2 separate regions of the Mus musculus genome follow, and region 1 is linked to region 2. Evidence: chromatin contacts called from public Micro-C data. All regions are on one chromosome and are shown on one strand. The core of a region is the stretch at or near the end of the contact, and the rest is flanking DNA. Distances in the headings are between cores, read along the strand shown. Region 1 overlaps Gm35406 (a long non-coding RNA gene). Region 2 has its middle 16 kb from the start of Scd1.

The links. A called contact is a pair of places that touch in the nucleus more often than the background predicts.
Region 1: a Micro-C map of brown adipocytes shows a contact between it and region 2, with 5 times the contacts expected there. The contact joins two enhancer-like sites. A contact is called at or near these places in 21 of 484 Hi-C or Micro-C datasets (the AML12 cell line, B cells, the C10 cell line and 15 more) and 3 of 115 datasets of contacts at active chromatin or transcription factors (embryonic stem cells, large pre-B cells and trophoblast stem cells).

What each region holds. Positions count from the first base shown.
Region 1 is chr19:44,456,198-44,462,704 of GRCm38.p6, reverse strand. It overlaps Gm35406 (a long non-coding RNA gene), which reads right to left. Exons shown (of 3, transcript XR_386738.2): 2 at 5,338-5,444; 3 at 4,222-4,392. Among named protein-coding and RNA genes, the nearest start is that of Gm35406, 5.8 kb to the right of the region's middle. Within about 2 kb of position 5,059, at least 59 of the 459 cell types and tissues checked have an H3K27ac peak or open chromatin away from gene starts, as enhancers often do. A contact at or near this core is called in brown adipocytes, where this site is marked.
Region 2 is chr19:44,420,305-44,426,519 of GRCm38.p6, reverse strand. No RefSeq gene overlaps it. Among named protein-coding and RNA genes, the nearest start is that of Scd1, 16 kb to the right of the region's middle. Within about 2 kb of position 4,114, at least 17 of the 459 cell types and tissues checked have an H3K27ac peak or open chromatin away from gene starts, as enhancers often do. A contact at or near this core is called in brown adipocytes, where this site is marked.

The DNA of each region.
Region 1 (6,507 bases), core at 3,810-6,309, 35 kb before region 2:
TGGATAGATGGCTCAGCGGTTAAAAGCACTGACCGCTCTTCCAAAGGTCCTGAGTTCAAATCCCAGCAACCACATGGTGGCCCACAACCACCTGTTGTGAGATTTGATGCCCTCTTCTGGTGTGTCTGATGACAGCTACGGTATACTTATGTATAATAATAAATCTTTAAAACAAACAAACAAACAAACAAACAAACAAACCTTCAACAACTTGGCTTGTTCATTTTCTCCTCTCTGTATGTGTCATTGATGTGTTTCTTGTGTACGTGGGTGCATATGTGGAAATCAGAGGACAGCCTGTGGGAGTTGGCTGTCTCCTTCCTATGAGTTGTAGGGGTTGAGGTCAGGTCATCGACCTTGAGGGAGAGTGCTTTAACCTACTGAGCCATCTTTCCAGCCCTGAAGAAAATCTTCACAGTAATAGCTAAAAGCTGGGCTGTGGCTTAGTCAGCGCACTTGCTTGGCACGCTGACATCTCAAATCTTTAGCACAGTAGGGAAAAAAAAAATCCCCTTGCTAACTTATCACTTAGTGAGTGGGCTGCTCATATTTGCTAGATCCACTCCTCTTTTTTTTTCACCTTTGCCTAAATCATTTGGCCCTGTCCCCTACTCTACTGAGGCAGGGTCTCTTGCTCAATTGGAAGTTTGCCTTTTCAGCTAGAATGGCCAGCCAGCTCCTGAGACCCACCTGGCTTCACCCACCTTAATGATGTTGACTGACACGCACAGCCAGGCCTTGCTCTTTTTCATGGGTTGGGGGATTCGAACTCAGATCCTCAGACTTGCAAAGCAAGCACTCTTCCTCACTGAGATGAACTTGGGTCTTCTTGAAGTTTACATAGCTACTGCTCTTACCCACTTAACTGTCTCCCCAGCCCCTCCTCTATCCTTTTAAACCCCACAACTATTCACTTTCTCTAAGCCACAACTCTGGCTTTCCTGCCTTGGCTCTCTGCCTCCCCTCCCCCATCTGACCTCCGTCTGACCCCTGTTTTCACTTTCTGGTGCTCTTCTGTGGTTTTGTTTCTATTCTCGCTACACTCAGGGGGTCCCATTTGACTGCCTGTCTTGCCCACCTAGCTTCCCTGTAGTTACATATCCTTCCTCTGCTTTTGGCTTGGCTTGGCTTGGCTTTTTGAGACAAGGTATCGCTGTCTGATCAGGACTAGCCTGGAACTCACTACACAGCCCAGATCGACCTCAAACGTCCACCAATCCCCTGCATCAGCCTCCCCAGTGCTGGAGCCACCATTATGAACTCTTCCTGATAGAATGGCATCCCTAACTGCTTCCAGGACATCTCCACTTAGGTGCCTCACGAGGGCTATTGAGAACTCTTCATAGATCTACTGCCCTTGAGATGAAGTCAAGGCTGGTCTTGCCATGACCTTGGAGCCTTCTAGGGTTGAATATCTCCCTGCTTAAGTCTCTCCCTCATCTCTGAGCATGCTCACACTGTGCTGGGGTCTTTTTTTATTTCCACCATATTTCATTGTGAGAGCCTGAGAAATAAAAATGAGGACCCCTCTCTGAAAAAAAACAAAAAAACAAAAACAAAAAACCCGTACCTGGTACTGGACGTCTAGACAACTAGCCAGGGGCCAGACCTGGGGAAGTCATGGATCTTGGAGGAGAACCTACCTATAGCCAGCAGGTTGTTATTATTAGATTGTTGTTATAATCTCTAACAACAGTCGAAATACTTGCCCCAAGGCCACAGATCAGTATAGTCATTGCCCCTCATCTAGAAGACTTCTTTTTGCAATGGACAGGGACCATTATAGAAAACCATAACCCAATCAAAAATGCAGAGTTGTGGAGCTCAGTTCCAGCCAATATGTCTACAATACATCTGCAACTCTAGTTCCTAAGGCTCAGGGTCACTGTGGAAGAGGGGCCAGGAAGATGGTAAAAGCCAGAGTCTCATGGGGGCTGGTGTGAGATCAGGTAGGAGTGTCAGAAGCCACCCTCCCACTAAGTCTTCCAATGTGACTGCCTAACCCTGAGCTTGGGAGGACAGCATGGTCAGACATGCTGACTAATGTGTCTAGGGGTCAGACATGCTGACTAACGTGCCTCGGGGAGAGCTCCCAAAGCCCCAAGCCTACACAAAGAACCGCAGGAAACTAAGACATGCTGAGAATTGGAGAAACAGCCTTCCCCAGGGAAGACTACACTAACTGGTTATCTAATAGCAAACGATCAGTACTGAAAACATTCGCATACAAGTAGTGTTATATGGACTGAGACAAGGAGTCATGAACTAGAAAGAGAGCAAGGAAGGGTATGTGGGGTAGCTTGGAGGGAAGAAATGGCAGGGACAATGATGTAATTATAATCTCAAAAGCATAAAAAGATAATTTAAAAAAATAACATCTTGCCATGTAGTCCAAGTTAGCCCACAAGTGGCCCGTGTAGCCCAGGCTGGTTTAGAATTTCTGATCTTCCTGTCTTAGCCTCTTGAGTGTTGGGATTATAGGCATGCTCTTCCACACCAGGCTTCTCAGTGGCTTCCACTTGTTTTCTTTGAGTCCCTGGAAGGTTTTAGCAGGCTGTCTTCCCATGCCAGACCTTGTCTGAGCTCCATGTGACTTCTGCTTGGGGACCTTCCCTCTCCTTGTACCACAAGCTCTTTGAGCAGAGACCATGCCTGTCTTGCTCACTGCTGTCTTTCTCGTTACATGACCCAAGACAGGTTTTCACTACGTACGTATTCCTTGACCTTGTTACATAAATCACAGATGAACAACGCTTAAAAGCTCTCCCTTTAGGCACTCGATGTGCATGCTAGCAAAGGCTTGCTGGAAGCAACAACCAAGCACGGGATTCTGTTTATTTCTCCCAAATAAGTGGCAAGTCTCGGGACTCAGTGTTTTTGGGAGGAGAGAGTGAGGAGACACCGTGTCCTTGGGGAAGTTTTATCCTGCAGCAGCTGTTCGGGAGCTAACGGCAATCTTCAAACCACACCATGCAGTTACTACTGCTGCCTTCCTTTCACAGATTCAATTCCAATGCTCTTGGGTAAGCAAGGTAGATGTCTCCATTGTGGTGCAGGGCTGGGGTGCCTAGAAAGTAGTGATAGAGTGGGAATGCCTGGCCTCGGGTCCCGGGGCTGCAGTGGGTTAGCGGGACACCCTCACAGAGGCACAGCCTGTTGTGTTGGACCCCAAGTACAGCGAGAAAGATGACCATTTGGTGAAAAGGGAGCTATGTCCACAGTCCTGGAAGGAGCCCGAGGTTAGGGACATTTCCACTGAGGTGTCTTACAGACAGACACTGTGGAACTCTCAACAGTTTCAGGGTTTTTTGTTTGTTGTCTGGCTGGTTTGAAGAATGGATCTCACTCTAGCCTGGGCTGACTTGAAACTCCAGATCCTTCTGTCTTTTCCTCCAAAGGCTGGTGTTACAGATATGCACTTCAACAACCTGTATCACTGACGATTCTAAATCCAGACACGACTGGGATGGGTGGGCATTTGAAGGTAAACGTAAGGGTATGTCTTTATGCCGTTTCATCAGATAGTTTATTTAAATAGATTTCCTTTACACATGTCTGCACGGGACCCTTCTTTTGCTTTCTGGCCAGGGTCCTACAATTGAGAGGGCCGGGCTTGTTGAAACTCACTCCCGGAAGCTTATTATTATAAAAACAGAAATTAAGCAAGTGGAGTTTTAAAAGCCCTTTGGGCCTCGCTGTGCCTTTTGCCACGCTCTCCCTCGCTGCTGGTAAACATTTCATAAGCCAAATTGGCACGGGGTTGATTCAGCTCTGGGAACAGCTAGCTTCTGCCAAGCTTCTACTTCTGAGCCAGACGTCGTGACTGGAGATGGCCTGACCTGATTCGAGGGCCACCAGTCCCTTCCATACTTCGGAATGGGCATGTCACCACCTCAACTCTGTGCGGATTGGGCCTCATGGTTCTTGTGCGTGATCGTCCCCTTGGCTCACCTCGAGCTACAGAAACCAAGGTGTTGAATTCAACTTACCAAACCTTGGCTCTGCCTAGTTGGCCAAAGTTGGTATTTTTTTGAAAGGTGAATATGAAGCCACCCTGAGTCTGTCTGTCCCTCCATTTCCTCTATCTTGTTTTGTCTTCCTCCTTCCCTCTAAGCCAGGAAGGTACAGGAAAACCAAACCAAAATGAAACAAAACTGGTAAATGGACATTTCTTCCATCCTGGGTAAATAAAGAAGGCATGATTTATACGAAGGAAGCAGATTGATATACCCGGAGCTGGGGCCTCTGCGGTCAGGTCACCTTGTTTCTAAGGGGGTCTGTGTCCTTTCACAAGTCCAGAGGTTTCTCTGAGCGCTTTCTTTGTCATTGGTAACCAGGCTGAGTGGACAACCCTCTGATCTTTGATCTTGCAGCCTTGACTCTCGGCATGGGCTGAATGAAGAAGGCAAAGTACACACTGTCATGCGAACATGTTTTAGTCATGAGAAACAGCAAGGAAGCTTCTCACTATGCAGAGAGAAGGCTAGGTCACACAGGGCACCCACCACGGACCCATCTCTGTCCTCATAGAACTCCTGGGCACTGCAATGACAAGGAAGCAGCCCAGGAACTTTTGGCTGTGGCCAAGACTGACTCAATTTTAAAGACGATTGTCATGACCAAGGTGACTGAGGAACAGTCGTCACCAGAAGAGTCCTTTAAGTTCTGAAAGTACTATGAGAGTTTGGGAGTATGGGTGTTCAGATGAACATGGGAAGGACTTCACTGTTACCGGTCCCTGTTGAAATTCTGTCACAGCCCAGTCTGGCCAAGATCTCATTGGACACTTGGTCTTAACTTGAACATATGTCACTTGTGGTCACACGGGGGTTACAAACACAGGGTTTTCCAAAAAAAAAAAAAAAAAAAAAAAAAGCTGTTTTCTTTGGCTGCATGCAAGAGATTGGAAAGCAAGACTTTCACAGACATAGAAAGAGGATTAACCAATACTAAGTGACTCATGATACCAGACTGGTGAGAAAGAGACACTCTAGACACCTGAGGCTAAGATCTTGAAGGGACACCTCAGTGGTTACACAGAGCAAGGGAGGGTGACAGGGCCAGGGGTGACAGGGCCAGCAGGAGAACAGAGAGAAGTGAGAACAAAGAGCTCTGACAGAAGCCCAGGTCTCACAGGAACTGAGCAAGGGCTGGGGCGAGGCTCCCTCAGCAGCTCCAGCTGCAGTTCTGCCCCACCCCTACCCCACCCCCACCCTGTCCCCAGGGAGTCTCAGAGCCTGCACCAGCTGCAGGGGCCCTCACCCTTGGCATTCCAGTGTCCTGAGCAGCTTCACTTTCTCCCTCTCAGTCAGGGGCTGAGGGAAGTGTCTGCCTCACCTTCAACTCTGCTCCTCATCCTGAGAGAGAAAAGGCAGCTCCTGCAGGGTCCCTCTGGCTCTCCTGGAAACTAAGTGCACAGTTGTAAAGGAGCCGCCCTGTGAACTCTGGAGAGAGAAACACTGTAACAGCTAAGCACAGGGATCCATGAGAATCTCTGCTTCCTGCTCCACAGGGTGGCCCTATGCTGGATGCAAGTGAAACTTCCCCAGGGAGGAGGTCAGAGCATCCTTGCAGGGATGCAAATGCTGGCCTGGCTCCTCCTCAGGGAAGGAGCATCACCCTGAGGGGCTCTGTGTACCCACCTGGCAACAGATATTGATTCCAAGCCCAGCCTGCACACCTGCGTTGATCCAGGGGACGACAGACTCTGGCACGCCTTTGTGTCTGTCCCATGCTAGCCTTGAACGTGGGAGGGATGGGGGCATTATACGGGACATGGACAAGCCAATCCAGAGAGGTTTCCATGGCGGTTGCCATAGCTTTCGGATCTTGTCCTTACAGATGAGGACAGGTGGTGTGTATACCTGCTATGGGAACACAAGCCTGCTCTGTGCAGACCTGGAGTTAAGAGTGCATCCCATAAAACCCTGGGGCAGAAGCCATGGCCCTGCTCTCGAATGGGCTAGGAGCTGAACTTTGATGATGTGCCGCAGGATAGCAGCTCAGCAGCCACCCCTGGGTATAATGAAGATCTCTACAGACACTCTCAACAGCATCCCCCAAATCAAAGAACAGCTGAGCCACTTCTGTAAGCTTAACTTTTTTGTTTGTTCAGTTGTTTCTTTTTCGAAAACATGGTTTTCTCTGTGTAGCCCTGGTTGTTCTGGAACTTGCTCTATAGACCAAGCTGGCCTTGAACTCAGAGATCTGCCTGCCTCTGCCTCCCCTCTGTCTCCCAAGCGCTGAGATAAAGGAGTGTACCACCACCACCCAGCTATAAGATAGCTTCACTTTAAAAAACTTCAGCCTCAATGCAGTTTTCCAATCTTACTGTATATGTTACAAAGCTCAACTCGCTGTTCAAGAGAAGAAGGCTCACTCTGCACTGGAGAATCTACGGGAATAAGTCAGCAGCTTCCATGGCCCAAATTGCCTCCTACCCCATTACCCCATCGCTAAAGCAGACCTGCAGGGAATGGCTAGGTGAACACGGAATAACATGGATAG
Region 2 (6,215 bases), core at 2,865-5,364:
AGAGTTCCCTAGAGCTCCCTGGGCACTGACATCCTACTTGGCAAAAAGAGACATGTATGTGGGTGCCTTAGTTATGGTTTTACTATGGTGGCAAGATACCATGACCAAGGCAACTCTTATAAGGACAACATTTAATTGAGGCTGGCTTACGGGTTCAGAGGTTCAGTTCATTATCACCAAGGTAGGAGCATGGCAGCATCCAGGCAGGCATGGTGCAGGAGGAGCTGAGAGATTTGCCTCTTCATCTCAAGGCCACTAGGAGAAGACTTAGTTCCCACATGGTTAGGAGAAGGTGGTTAGGGGTGGTTCTCATTGCCCACCCCCACAGTGACACACTTCCTCCAACAAGGCCACACCTCCTAATAGTGCCAGCCCCTAGGCCAAGCATATTCAAACCACCACATTGGGTAACTGAAATCCTGGTTGGTAAGTAAAGGCATGCATGTCCGACAAGTCCCATCCTGATTGACAAGTTAAGACACGAACATTAGACAAGGCAAACCCCCTACCACAGTTGAATATCCTAACCAATGGGAACAGGACAAATGCACACCAAAGATAGAAAACCCCCTACCTCTAAATCCTCATTGGTGAAGTAACTTGACACAGATGGTTGTAGATCTCAGGCCTAAAATGCCCCGAAGGATATTAACTCAATGTCCCAGTTCAGCCTCTGAGTCTAAACCATGGCCCTGATCAATCAGCTCTGGGAAATAGGCTCAATAAACCAACTCTATCTGACTGAGACCAGTGTCGGTGTGGTTCGTGAGGCAACTCCTCCTGGACCCCAACAGAACTCTCAGCGACTTCTGCCTGTGCGCCACCATGCTCCCCGCCATGACATCAATAGACTTAAATGTCTGGGCCTGCAATCAAGCCCCAGTTGTTGTGGGTTTGAATAAGAATGCCCCCATAGGCTCCTATGTTTTAGTGTCTGGTCACCAAGAGGTGACACTGTTTGAAAGGATTAGAGGTACGGCCTTGTTGGAGAAAGTGTATCCCTGATGGTGGACTTTTAAGTTTCAAAAGCCCAGAGTATCTTTCTCTCTCTCTGCCAGCACTTAAATGCTTTCTTTCATAAGATTTTGCTGTAGCCATGGTGTCTCTTCATGCGATAGAACTGTGACAAAGTGCAGGCCCACCACTTTGGTGGCTGTACTGGCTGGTTTTGTGTGTCAACTTAACACAAGCTGGAGTTATCACAGAGAAAGGAGCCTCCCTTGAGGAAATGCCTCCATGAGATCCAGCTGTAAGGCATTTTCTCAATTAGTGATCAAGCAGGGAGGGCCCATTGTGGGTGGTGCCATCCCTGGGCTGGTAGTCCTGGGTTCTACAAGAAAGCAAGCTGAGCAAGCCAGGGGAAGCAAAGCAGTAAGGAACACCCCTCCATGGCTCTGCATCAGCTCCTGCTTCCTGACCTGCTTGAGTTCCAGTCCTGACTTCCTTTGGTGATGAACAGCAATGTGGAAGTGTAAGGCAAATTTCCTCCCCAACTTGCTTCTTGGTCATGATGTTTGTGCAGGAATAGAAACCCTGACTAAGACAGTCGACACGCATAGAAGGTAGAACTGTGTGCTGTACCAGGCAAACACCACTCGCTGTGCAACCGTTAAAGAAGGCATTAACTGAATACAGCATCGGTTCCCTCACCTACAGGCCAGGTAGCCTCCGAGTGCTCCCACTCTCTCATCTTGCACAAGCTTTGACTCCACCTTTGCACTGTGATCTTTCCACTACCTTCTCTGAAGTTGGACACTAAAGCTCCCAGTTAATGCCTCGCAGAAAGCCTGTGTGCAATGGGCTTTCCCTCAGGACATCACCATACCAATTGGACCCCAAACCCTCTTCTCAGGACCTCTCTAAGCCCTGAATCATCTCCTTCCTGTCCCCTAAAGAAAATTGCAAAACTCACCAGAGAGGAGAGGGGGGCCCATCACACTTTACAAAAGGTACATCTGCCAGCACAAAGTGGTGGCAGTGTCATTAACTGAATTATGGGAAAACTAGGTCACCTGGGAATTTGAGAGAAACTCCTTCTGTTAACCACCTTTCTACCAACTCGGCTGCTTCCACTGAACTTGGTGATGATTCTTCCTCAGTGAATTCTCTTAAACCGAGAAGCCTCGGATGTTGCATGTTGTTATATACACGAAATTCCCAGGATCCCCCTTGCCTCACACAGATGAATACTGCCTGGGAGGTACAGACGTTTCACACACTCGTGCCTCTCACAGGCAGATGCTCACAGGCAGCGGCTACTCACACAGACAGACGTCCACAAGGAACACGATGCACACCACAAGCTCCCTCAGGTGGTCTTGACATAGAGATCTCTGTTCTCGGCTGTGCTCTCAGTCAGTGTTATCCCACACAGTCCTACAGGCAAAGAAGCCCAGAGTCCCCAACAGCACATCTTTTTTTTAATCTTTTTTTTTTTAAAGATTTATCTTATTTATTATATGTAAGTACACTGTAGCTGTCTTCAGACACTCCAGAAGAGGGCGTCAGATCTCATTACGAATGGTTGTGAGCCACCATGTGGTTGCTGGGATTTGAACTCAGAACCTTTGGAAGAGCAGTCAGTGCTCTTAACCGCTGAGCCATCTCTCCAGCCCATACAGCACATCTTTTTATCCAGCCCTCCCTGTCCTGACCCCATCTTCACCAGTCCTTCCTTGCCCATCCAGTAACCCCCAGGACCTGACTACAGCATCTACACTCCTGCTTGCCCTCCTACCAAGTCCCTATGGGAGACGGAGTGAGGATACTGGGTCGGAGTGAGGCTGTGAATGGGGCAAGCATCTGTTTCAGGTAGGGTGGTCGAGAGACTCCTTACCTCAGTATTCCATGCATCAACCACGCTCCCCTTCAACCCATGAGTCCCCAGATAATGACTGTGCCAAGTGACCTTTCTAGCAGACCAGAAGCCTGGCCTCTGTGTCCTGCGGCAGGCAACACTGATGCAGGTAGATGAGAGACACCAAAATTTCACATCTTCCTCTGATCACCTGCCTTCCACAAAGCCATTCAAGCTCCCTTCAGATTCTCACACCCCAGGAGAGCCCTCTCCCAGCCCTAAACCTATGGTGCAAAGACAGAAATGGAGACAGCAACTGGACACCAGGGTTCTCTGTGTCTTCTCCTGGTATCTGTCTTCAGGCTTCTTGGGTTGAGGCTCAGGGAGAGCCACACTGGAGACAGTGCAGAGCCTCATGGTCACAGGGAATGGGGGCCACTCTAGGCAGGATTGTCCCAGGCTCTGTTCCCTGGTTTCTGCAGTTCCTGCCCCCCTTAGGACTTCCTACAATACTCATGGGGAAGACGGCTCCTACTCTTAAGTTAGAAATAGGAACACAAGCTCAAACTGGCACCGACAAAAGACAGCCAAGGGACCAGCACCTGAGAGCAGCTTCTACCCATCTATGTGGGGAGGCTGAGATCCTCTCAGATACAGAGCATCAATGGTTGGACATCAATGACATTAATCCTCTCCCTCTCCTCCTCTCTCTGTGTCCTCTCTGCAAGGCTCGGTCTAGGACAGTGAAGAAAAAGTGGCTGTCGTATTCCTGAACCTGTCACATGAATTTCCTGCCCAAGGCCTAGGCACTGGAAAGGGGTGACTCCCTTCAGTCTGCATCTAAGGACTGTCTTATCCTCCCTAGAAGGACAAGTGTCCATCTCTCCGCTGTTCCAGACAGTGAGATCCACTGCGGTGCCAGCTTTCCTTGGAGAAAAGAGTGAGAAGCTGGGCCAAGGGGGAGCATCTTGCATTGGATCAGCTGAGCGAGGAGGGAGCCAAGAGACTTTTATACAATTGCACAGGGACTCCTGACAAGGGTCAGGAACGGGTGTCAACAGTGTGGTCCCCAAGAAGCAGAGGGGAACATGAGATGGTTTCCCATTCCCTTGGGCAATCCTGAATTCCGGTGGAGGCAGGGGTCTGAGTGGACCTGAGGACATCCTCCTCGTGTGACAAGTCTCCTCATATGACAGAGCTCCAGGCCACATCGTCACTCTCCTGGAACCCATCCAGCCCCTTTTCCTGCTCAGTACTGAGCCCTTTTCCTCCTGTGTGGATCACACTATACCGCCCTATGGGGCAGGCTATACCGCACAGGTTGAGAAATCTCAGTCAGCTCACTCATTCCTCTGCTGTTTAAACTTACTCAAGAAGCCACAAATGTTCTAGTCAAGAGGCATCTCATGAGAGTTTTTCCCAATATTTCTCTAAGCTCTCAAGCTTCAGGGCCCACTCGACTTTTCCTGTTAGACGGGTAAACAGAGGTCAAAACGGCAGGCTGTTGCCAAGCCAGGCTGGGTGGTGTTCAAAAATGGACTATGCTGCAGGGTTCAATGAACTGGGGTTAAGGTGAGGTTATACAATACATGAGACTGAAGACATAGAGGAAGCCAGAAGAAGGCCTCTGGAGAACCCCATTAATGATTGAATAGTTCAAATGAAGAGACCTTGGAACCCGGCATCAACTCTTGCCTAACGAACAGCAGATGAAATATGAAGAGGATAAAGCCTGCCTTGAAGCCAGGTAGTGGCCTTTGGTCCCAGCACTTGGGAGGCAAAGGCAAGTGGATCTCTGAGTTTGAGGCCAGCCTGGTCTACAGAGTGAGTTCCAGGACAGCCAGGGCTACACAGAGTAACTTTGTCTCGGCAGAAAAACAAAACAAAAACAAAACCAAAAAAAAAAGCCCTACCTTGATCCATGTTTGAAGAGGTTATTCAAAGAAAAGCGAGAGGAGACTGGCGGATGTAGACTGGTCTTGTAGTTGAGCTCTGTGGATGTGTTGGTCTGGATGTGTTTATGAATTTGCTTCAACCTGAATCACAATTTAAGAACGATTCTTTTTTCTGCAGATGTCTCACCCTAGATGAATGTCTATTTATCTAAATTATAATTTATTTACGCTATTATGCCATAAAACAGATGGGGGCAGACAGTATGTGTGGAGTGAGGACCCCCAGACTCAGGCTGCCTCTTGACCAGCTAAGCAAAAGCTCATATATAGTTCGTGTCAGCCTCAAGCTCACAGCAATCCTCCCGCCTCAATTTCCCAAGTTTTAGGATTATAGGTATGCACCATCGGGTCATGCACCCCTTTTCTGCCCTGTGGAGAGGGTTGTGGAAAACCGAGCTCCCCCGAGATTCAGAAATAATTTGTGCCCACAAGCAGAGGAGAGCAGACCAAGTTCTAGGGATCCTCAGGTTGGCTTGAGGCAGCCAGGAGCCCTCGTGGTCACAGGAACATGAGCCGAGCTGAGCCCAGATACCTGCATCAGATCCTTCCCTCCAGGTCTGCAACCAGCCTCATTTCCATTACGAAACTGGGTTATCTCCTTAGAACCTGGAAAAGGGACAGACGTTCATGAAAGGATGAGACAAGCAGGCAAAAACACCCAGAGATTCGGTTTCTGTTTGAGAATTGAGAAATGGTGGCTCTTTATCCCTTCGTCTCTTCCACCTTCCAATCCCAGATCTAGGACTCAGTCAGCATTGTTGACAACAGCTTCTCTTACAATGATAAATTTTAACAATGAAAAAAAAAAAAAGCTTAAATAAATTACGACGTAGTTTCAAAAGGAGTGATCCTGGAAGACTTACTTGTGTTTTGGAATGATATCCAAGGTCATAATAAAGTATTTACCACGTACTGTATTGTCACATATACCTACCGTGTAGCGGAGTCTAACCAGGATAAAATAAATTTGAAAATAGCAGTGGTCATTTCTAGGCAACTCCGGGTGCTTTTCAGCTCTGCCTATTTTTTTTCTGCAACATTTGATGTTTGTTATAGTTGGAAAACAATTGCCTAAGGCAGGACAGCAGTCTGTCTTTCTGAGACTTGAGGGTTGTTCGATCCTAGACTCAGAGATTCCTCTGCAGCTCGGCAGGCCATTGTGGCGTCCTCCAGACAGTGGGGACATCCTATGAATGGCTTCCTCATGGCTTCCTCTCTGCAGGTTCCAGCTGGAGGGGGAGGACTGTGGTAGGATGTGTGCTGAGTGTGACAAGAGCCAGAGTGAGAGGGACAGCAGCTCCCAGAGATTCACAGGAATGGGAATGGAGCTGGAGGGAAATGGCACTGAGGTGAGCTTTGTAAGTGGGAAGAAAGAAAGGAAGAGAGAGAGAGAGAGAGAGAGAGAGAGAGAGAGAGAGAGAGAGAAAAGAAAAGAAAAGAAAAGAAAAGAAAAGAAAAGAAAA